Regions from separate parts of the Rattus norvegicus genome. Here region 1 is linked to region 2. A link is a contact called in public Hi-C data. All regions are on one chromosome and are shown on one strand. The core of a region is the stretch at or near the end of the contact, and the rest is flanking DNA. Distances in the headings are between cores, read along the strand shown. Region 1 holds the start of Myo15b (myosin XVB). Region 2 holds the start of Slc25a19 (solute carrier family 25 member 19).

Region 1 (4,029 bases), core at 1,300-3,799, 220 kb after region 2:
GGCACGATCGCTGCCCAGGATGATCCTGACCTACTGTCTCCCTCTGTCCTTCCACAGCAGAGTGAATGGGACATCATCCAGGCTGTAGAACGAACACACACTACTGAGGGCCTTTCCAGCCCGAGCCCGGCCAGGGGCTGCCCGTGCCCTGGTCACCTTCCTGCTGCTGCTCCAGGCTTTAGGAGAGGGGAGCTCCCACCTGGACCGCCCGCCCCTCCTGGGCCCTGTCTGTCTTGATCCTTTTATCAATGTCGCACAGTTTTTATTTCCACCCCCTTTTGTAGTGGGCTGGGTTTTAAATTATAAATTTTAACGCCTCTGAGTAAAACTGAGTTTTTAATGAACACTTTGTTTCGTCTTCACTAGTTCCGGTCCATCTCCAGCCTGAGAGAGAGAGAGAGAGAGAGAGAGAGAGAGAGAGAGAGAGAGAGAGAGATTGATTCATTCAGAGAACTCTTCTCCTAAAGTATTTGAATCACCAAGTGTTGCTAACTTTCCAGGACTATTGGTATCTATCCCTCCTCCTAAGATCCCAGTAACAAACTGAGGCGTGATCTGCCAGAGTTCATCCTTGGGGAACGAATGGGTTTATTGAACTTCCTAATAGAACACAGGTGAGGGGTTACCTCCCCTCAGCAGGCCATCCATGAAAAGCCTTTACCAAGAAGGGATGAGGACTCCTGTAAAAATGGATACACATTCTGGTGGGGACCCCTCTCCCCCCAGGCCACTGCAATTAAGGCATAGTTGGCAGCAGGAATAACTGGTTACTTGGGCGAGGATCTTGTGCCCTCGCCCCTGCCCCCACCCCAGGTTAGCTCTGGCTGTCCTAGAACTCACTCTGCAGACCAGCCTTCTGGAACTCGGAGATCAACCTGCCTCTGCCTTTGCCTCTGCCTCTGAGTGCTGGGACTATGGGCATGTGCCGCCACCATAGCCCAGAAACTTCAGTTTTAGAAAGAAAGGAGAGAAGGAAGAAGGAAGGAAAAGAAAAAGGAAAGGAAAGGAAAGGAAAGAAATCCATCAGAGGGCTGGGTAGAGCGCTTACCTAGGAAGCGCAAGGCCCTGGGTTCGGTCCCCAGCTCCGGGAAAAAAAAAAAAAAAAAAAAGAAATCCATCAGAACTAACACAGGCTTTTAGTCCCAGCACTCACTTGGGAGGCAGTCCAGGCTAGCCTGGTCTACATTGTAAGTTCCAGGACAGCCATGGCTATGTAAAGAGACCCGGTCTCAAAAAATAAAAATTAAAACAAAAAGTAAATAAATAATATCCACCAAAGGGCATACAAGTTAGTCCAGTGGCACTTGCCACCAAGCCTGACAGCTTGGGTTCAATCCCCAGGCCACACAGGGTGGAAGGAGAGAACTGACCCCTGCAAGCTGTCTACTCTCTGATCATACTCAAGGACTGAGGTATGAGTGTACACGCATACACACAAATACAACTAAAAATCTACCAGTAACCAGGCGGTGGGGGTGGATGCCTTTGATCCCAGCACTCAGGAAGCAGGGACAGGCAGACAGTCTGGTCTAGACTGGTCTATACAGTGAGTTCCAGGACAGCCAGAACTGCACAGTGAAACCCTGTCTTAAAGCAAACAAAAATCTATCAATAACAACTGGTTAGATTACAGTGCATGAATTCATCAGGACACTGTACAACTGAAAAGGCAGAAGAGAGAAGCTTTGCATGCATGCGTCACAAACCTCAGGGCCAGGCAGTGAGTGGAGGGGAGGCCTTTCATTCCAGCACTCGGGAGGCAGAGGTAGACGGATCTCTGAGTTCGAGGCTAGCCTGGTCTACAGAGAGAGTTTCAAGACAGCCAAGACTACACAAACCCTGTATTGAAATACATACACATACATACATACATACATACATACATACATACATACATACATACATACATACATAGCTCCTAGGCAAACCATTGAATGAAACAGCATTGTGTGCTAATCTCGGTGGCAGTACTGTAGCCAATGAGGTATATCAAAGATGTGATGATTGCTATTTGAGAAAAGCAGTGGGGAGGGCTAGGTATGTAGTTCTGTTAACAGAGGACCTGCCTGGAATCCACAGGGCCCTCCTCAGCCTGGGGGAAGAAGGTCCACGAAGGTCTCCTGCTACTAATGGTTAGTTGCTCTGGGGGCTGGAGAGCCGGCTGAGTAGCGCTGGAGAACACTGGCTGCTCCTCTAGGGGACTGGATTTGATTCCTACCCTCCTTGAGTCTACTTTCCGTCCATGACTCCAAAGGGACGCACAGGCTTTACCCCAGTTCAAGGTGTATACGTATCCGCTTTTTGGTAAGTTATTATTTCACAGTAGAAAAGAATGCCCAAGTGTCCCCGACCCCGGCTGGGCACAGACAATCCCTGTCTCCTGGAGAAGCCCTCACGTAAAATAGCTTGGTTCCGCCCCTCTTGGTAGACCTATAGTGAGGATGAAGTAGAGCCTGGCCTCCTCAGTCTGGCCTAGTGCCAGGCTGACCTGTCTGGCAAGGAGTCCTGGCGTCCTTGCCCTGTCCACGGCCTTTGTCCGCAGCCCCAGCGTCTCCTCTTTCCTCTAGTATCACTCCATTGTTGGCCACAGGGGTCAGGACCCGCTGCCTCCTGCATTATTTACGCTGCTGCCCAGGAGGGGAGACTCCAGGACCGGGACAGATTGAGCCCATAACCCTGCGAGAGCAGAAAACGTCTAGCAACCGAGACTTCAGGGCACCCGTGGGCAGTCAGACTAGAGAGCAAAAGGATCAGGACATCGGGATGGGCGGAAGCAAGGGCAAAACACATCAGCGCCGGGCTCGACCTGGGAGACCAGCCTCAGCCGAGCGGGAGTCCGGGTCCGCCAGCGCCGACTGCGCCCCAAGCAGAGACCGCAGGCCTGACCGCGGCAAAGCCCACAAGACCAAGCCCGCTACGGAATCTGAGGACCCCGCAGGCAAAGAGACCACCGGAGGCCGCAGAAAGCCCACCGGAGAGGGGAACCACCGCTGCAGAAGTGCAGAAATTGGGACATCTCAGGAGACCCAGGAGAGGCAGGGCAGCTCTCAGCGTCTGGGACACGGACCCACGGAGAGCCGCGAGTCCGAGAACAGTTGTGGGGAGCACCGGGAGGAACAGAGAATCCCCGGGGAAGAAGAGAGGACAGTCAAGCGCGGCCGCCGCAAGAGAGGAAAGGATCGGGGACCTTCGACTCGACGAGGCCATGGAAAGACGCCTGGCAGGGATGGGGACGCGTCGAGCGGAGATGGTGGCAGCTCGTGCTTGGACAGTGAAGCCCGCGAAGCCCAGGACAGCAGCAGCCAGGGCGGTGGAGCCCCGGAGCAGCCACCCAAGATGGAGCCTTCCGATACCAACTCAGAAGGCGCCCCAACTATAGGACCCAAGCTAACTCTGGTGCAGGGCAAATGCCCTGATAGCAACCATCCAGGCAGCGAAGGACACACCTTGGACTTCCAGAGCAGGGAAGGGTCATCGGGGACAGGGTCTCAGAGAGCGAGTGACGATTCCCAGACAGATACAGACTCGAGCCCCGGGTCTGCTGGGCACAGATGTCTCTCACAAAAGATCCCTGAGTCCCAGGAGACAGACCTGGGCAGGGAAGCTGCAGCCTCCAGCATTCCCAGGGGCTCTCAGAGTCCTCGGGACTCTAGCGCGACCGTAGACACCAGTGACGTCGAGGCGCAGCCAAAGGCTGAGCTGCCGGGCCCTGAACCTGAGACGGTGGAGGAGGCTCCCGGGGCTCAGCGCCTCCAGGTCGGAGAGCTGGCGAGGAAGGTGCAAGTGGTTGTGGGCGAGAGTGACGCGGGAGCCAGAAAGCGAGTGGGTGCAGGGGACCCAGGACCCCAGGACCGGACGCCGCTGGCCGCGCTCGTAGTGCTCCGCAGGCTGCGCCCGAGGCCCCCAGCCCTCGGGTCTCCTCAGCTTGCCAGTGGCGTCCCCGTGGGTCTCAAGGCGCGGCTGCAGCGCGTGGCACCAGCCCTGGGCTTCCTGCGCTGGCTGCGACTGCGGGTGGAGCGACGTCGAGCC
Region 2 (3,655 bases), core at 222-2,721:
GTGCACGTACACACACATACACCATAGCACGAAAATAAATGTAAATAAAATAAAACTGGTGTTCAAGCCCTGGCTCTCTCATAAACCACAGGCAGCTTTTAAAACGTCAGCTCCAGGGCCGGAGTGATGGCTCAGTGGTTAAGGGCATTGCCTACTGCTCTTTTGTTTTTGTTGTTCACTGTTTTTTCGAGGCAGGGTTTCTCTCTATAGCCCTGGATGCCCTGTAACTTGCAGAGCAGGCTGGCCTTGAACCCAGAGACCCACCTGTCCATGGGTTATTACCTGAGTTCTGGGATTAAAGGCAATGTGCCACCACCACCAGACTCTGACTGTTGCTCTTTCTGACGACCTAGGTCTTATTCACAGTACCCACAAGAAGGCTCACAGCAGTCTTCATTCCAATCTCTGGGGATCTGAAACTCTTTCTGGCCGTCTCCTGCCCCAGGCTGCGTGTGGTGAAATACATGCTGGCAAAATGCTCATTCACAGCAAAATAAAAGTAAATAGTCTTTTAAACGAAATAAAATACCAACTCGACTTTCCCTTGCGGGAAGGGGGAGATGACATCTGACTGCCTTGGTTCAAACCACTCATCAAATTAAGTGACAAAAACCAGTTAAGTCATACACACCTAAAAAGCTTTAAAAATGTTTGTCTTCCAGAAAACTACAAAGACACAAACATTTTTTACAACCCGGGCAAAGTATTGTAAAAGAAAGTATTACATTTGGGTTTGGTCTCCATGAGAAGCACAAACCAGCAAGGCAGTGTAGTCAGTAGTCCCAGTCCTTGGGAGGTTGGAAGCAGGAGGACCAAGAGTTCAAGGTCATCCTTAATAATACAAGTTTGAGTCTAGCCTGGGTTACACAGACGCAAACCAATAACAAAAATAAGTAGAGGGAAAAATTAATCTCCTGTTTATTCAGAAATCTTCGCGCACTAATAATCTTGATATCTAAACAGATAAAAATGATGTATAATATAAATAAATAGAAATGCAGGATTGAGAGAGGACGGCTGCTGACCTGAGTGACAGTGATGGGGTGCAAGCGAGTTTCTTCACCCTGCCTGTCCCTTTTTTATATCGGACTCCACTGTCGGGTGGACAGGTGTCCTTCGGTGAGTAACCGAGAGCCCATGTGCTCTGTTGAGGAGCTCTGCAATCGGCCCCGCGTGAGTACACTGTCCAGGCGTACCGGGGGTTGGGGTCTCCGTGACTCCGGGGCAGTGGACACCCCATGTACAAATGCCAACGATGGTGGCTGCGCTGGGAGGGATTCGCCTTCAGTGCCTCTGAAGATGCTCCTGGGGTCAGGTGTGCCACGTGAGCATCCGTCCCCGCCCCAGTGGATACCTGCCCTTCTGTGTTCGGACACACGGAGTGGGGGTACCGGCCCTCGAGGGTACCAGGAAGAGAGCAAAGCCAGAGGTCCACTCACCTGATACTTTAGGCTCGGCCGGACTCCTCCAGCTCAGCTCTCCGTACCTCTCAGTATAGCCCAACAGCAAAACTTAACTGCACTTGCCAGTAACTGACAGGCTGCTGGGCCAATCACTGCGCAGCTTCTGGCCGCCGCTGGGCGAATCGTTTGTAGGTCGGAGGGCCCATCCAATGTCACCTCCGAGGTACTTCTGGGTAATGTAGTCTTCCGCTTCGAAGCCCTTCCCCCTGGGAAGGAGCGTAGAGACTCCTGGGAGGAGTAGTCCCACAGAGTGCGCGTGCGCATTCCCGACGTCGTAAATACGGATGGTGAAGCTGGCTTTTACGACCTAGGAGGCCTCTACCACTGGCCCTATCCTCTGAGGTCGGCGGAGGGGGTGGGATGTTAGGTTCCCGACAAACTTGACCCATTTTTTTTTTTTTTTCAAATCAATGTAGTCTCAGAATCCATATAATTTAAACTTGGAAAAGATGGCGGGAAACCTGGTATTACTAGCCTGGAGGACTGGAGTTGGGTCGAGGTTAGACCTCGGGGATAAGAACCTTTAAAGGGGGGGTTGGGGATTTAGCTCAGTGGTAGAGCGCAAGGCCCTGGGTTCGGTCCACAGCTCCGGAAAAAAAAAAAAAAGAAAAAAAAAGAACCTTTAAGGGGGTTGTACCCCTGAGGAAACTTAGGCACCAGAAGGATGATCAGTAGTCCAACGTCATCCCCTGATACAGGGACAGCCTAAGCTACGTGAGACTCTCTGTCCCCTAAAACAAACAAAAAGTTTAACTGATCTGAGATCTAAGCCATTTGCTGCAATTTCTTTTTTTAAAGTTCTTTATTTCATCTTTTTATTTTAAGATTTATTTATTTATTATATGTAAGTACACTGTAGCTGTCTTCAGACACACCAGAAGAGGGCATCAGATCCCATTACAGATGGTTGTGAGCCACCGTGTGGCTGCTGGGAATTGAACTCAGGACCTCTGGAAGAGCAGTCGGTGCTCTTAACTGCTGAGCCATCTCTTCAGCCCTTGATGCAATGTTTTAAAAAGATTTATTTATTTTTATTTATATGAGTACACTGCAGACACACACCAGAAGAGTGGGAATTGAACTCAGGACCTCTGGAAGAACCATCAGTGCGGTTAACCACTGAGCCATCACTGTAACCCGTTTTTGGTTTTTTTTTAAATACACCTCAAGAAACAGCTGGCTGAGCAGTAATGAATCTCTAGATAGCTTTTCTCAGTTTGTCCTCCAGGTAGCAGAAGTGGCAAGAATTTTTAAAGATCAATTTGTGTGTGGAGTGTGTGTGTGTGTGTGTGTGTGTGTGTGTGTGTGTGTGTGTGGTCATGGTACAGAAGGAGGGAAGGAGAGGTCGGAGGACAGCTTGCAAGAATCAGTTCTCTCCTTCCACAGTGTCTTACAGACTGAATTTAGTTGTCAATCTAGGTAGCAAGCTTCTTTACCGACTGAGTCATCTCCAGAGCCAGCCTTCAAGTATCAGGAACTAATTCTTTTTTTAAAATAGGTTCTCATGTGTCCTCAAACTTTTTACGTGGCTGTGAATGACCCATAACCCCTGGTCTTCCTTCCTTCACTTCCGATCTGAGTCGTCATGCCTGGCCTAGAAGTTTTTTTTGTTTTGTTTTGTTTTGTTTTGTTTTTTAATTTCTTTATTATGTATATGAATACACCGTAGCTATATCTTCAGACACCAGAAGAGGGCACCAGATCCCATTACAGATGGTTGTGAGCCACCATGTGGTTGCTGGGAATTGAACTCAGGACCTCCGGAAGAGCAGTCAGTGCTCTTAACCGCTGAGCCATCTCTCCAGGCCAGAAGTTTTTAATTTAAATGAACTCTAGTCATATTGCCAGGGCGGGAGGAGTGGACCACGCCTAGGCAAAGGTTCATAAAGATTTCTCCAGGCAGACACGATCAGAGGAAGATCCCAGCACTCAGAAACGGGAAAACCTCAAGTCAGGGCCAATTCCAGTTTCTTTCCACTGTGTGTTCTGATGCATGGACGTGCCCTTCAGCTTACGCCTATGTCTTTGATCCGGTTTACACTGGTCGTATGTTGTGTGTATTGCATACAGGTGCCTGTGTGCATATGAGGGCTCAAAGCAGGGTGTGTTACTCCTCCTTATTGCCTTGAAACAGGGTCTCTCAGGGTTAGCTTGCTATTGTTTGGGTATGCTAACTGACCAGCGAGCTCCCG

Evidence for each region. A called contact is a pair of places that touch in the nucleus more often than the background predicts.
Region 1: a contact with region 2 is called in a Hi-C map of liver, with 3 times the contacts expected there. The contact joins the promoter of Myo15b here to the promoter of Slc25a19 in region 2. A contact is called at or near these places in 5 of 12 Hi-C or Micro-C datasets (frontal cortex, kidney, liver and 1 more).

Annotation. Positions count from the first base shown.
Region 1 is chr10:101,585,123-101,589,151 of GRCr8, forward strand. It overlaps Myo15b (myosin XVB), which reads left to right and starts at 2,550. Exons shown (of 63, transcript NM_001402394.1): 1 at 2,550-4,029. The coding sequence starts at 2,764. It overlaps Llgl2 (LLGL scribble cell polarity complex component 2), which reads left to right. Exons shown (of 26, transcript NM_001127549.1): 26 at 58-344. The coding sequence ends at 65.
Region 2 is chr10:101,364,880-101,368,534 of GRCr8, forward strand. Slc25a19 (solute carrier family 25 member 19) reads right to left here and starts at 1,472. Exons shown (of 7, transcript NM_001007674.1): 1 at 1,440-1,472.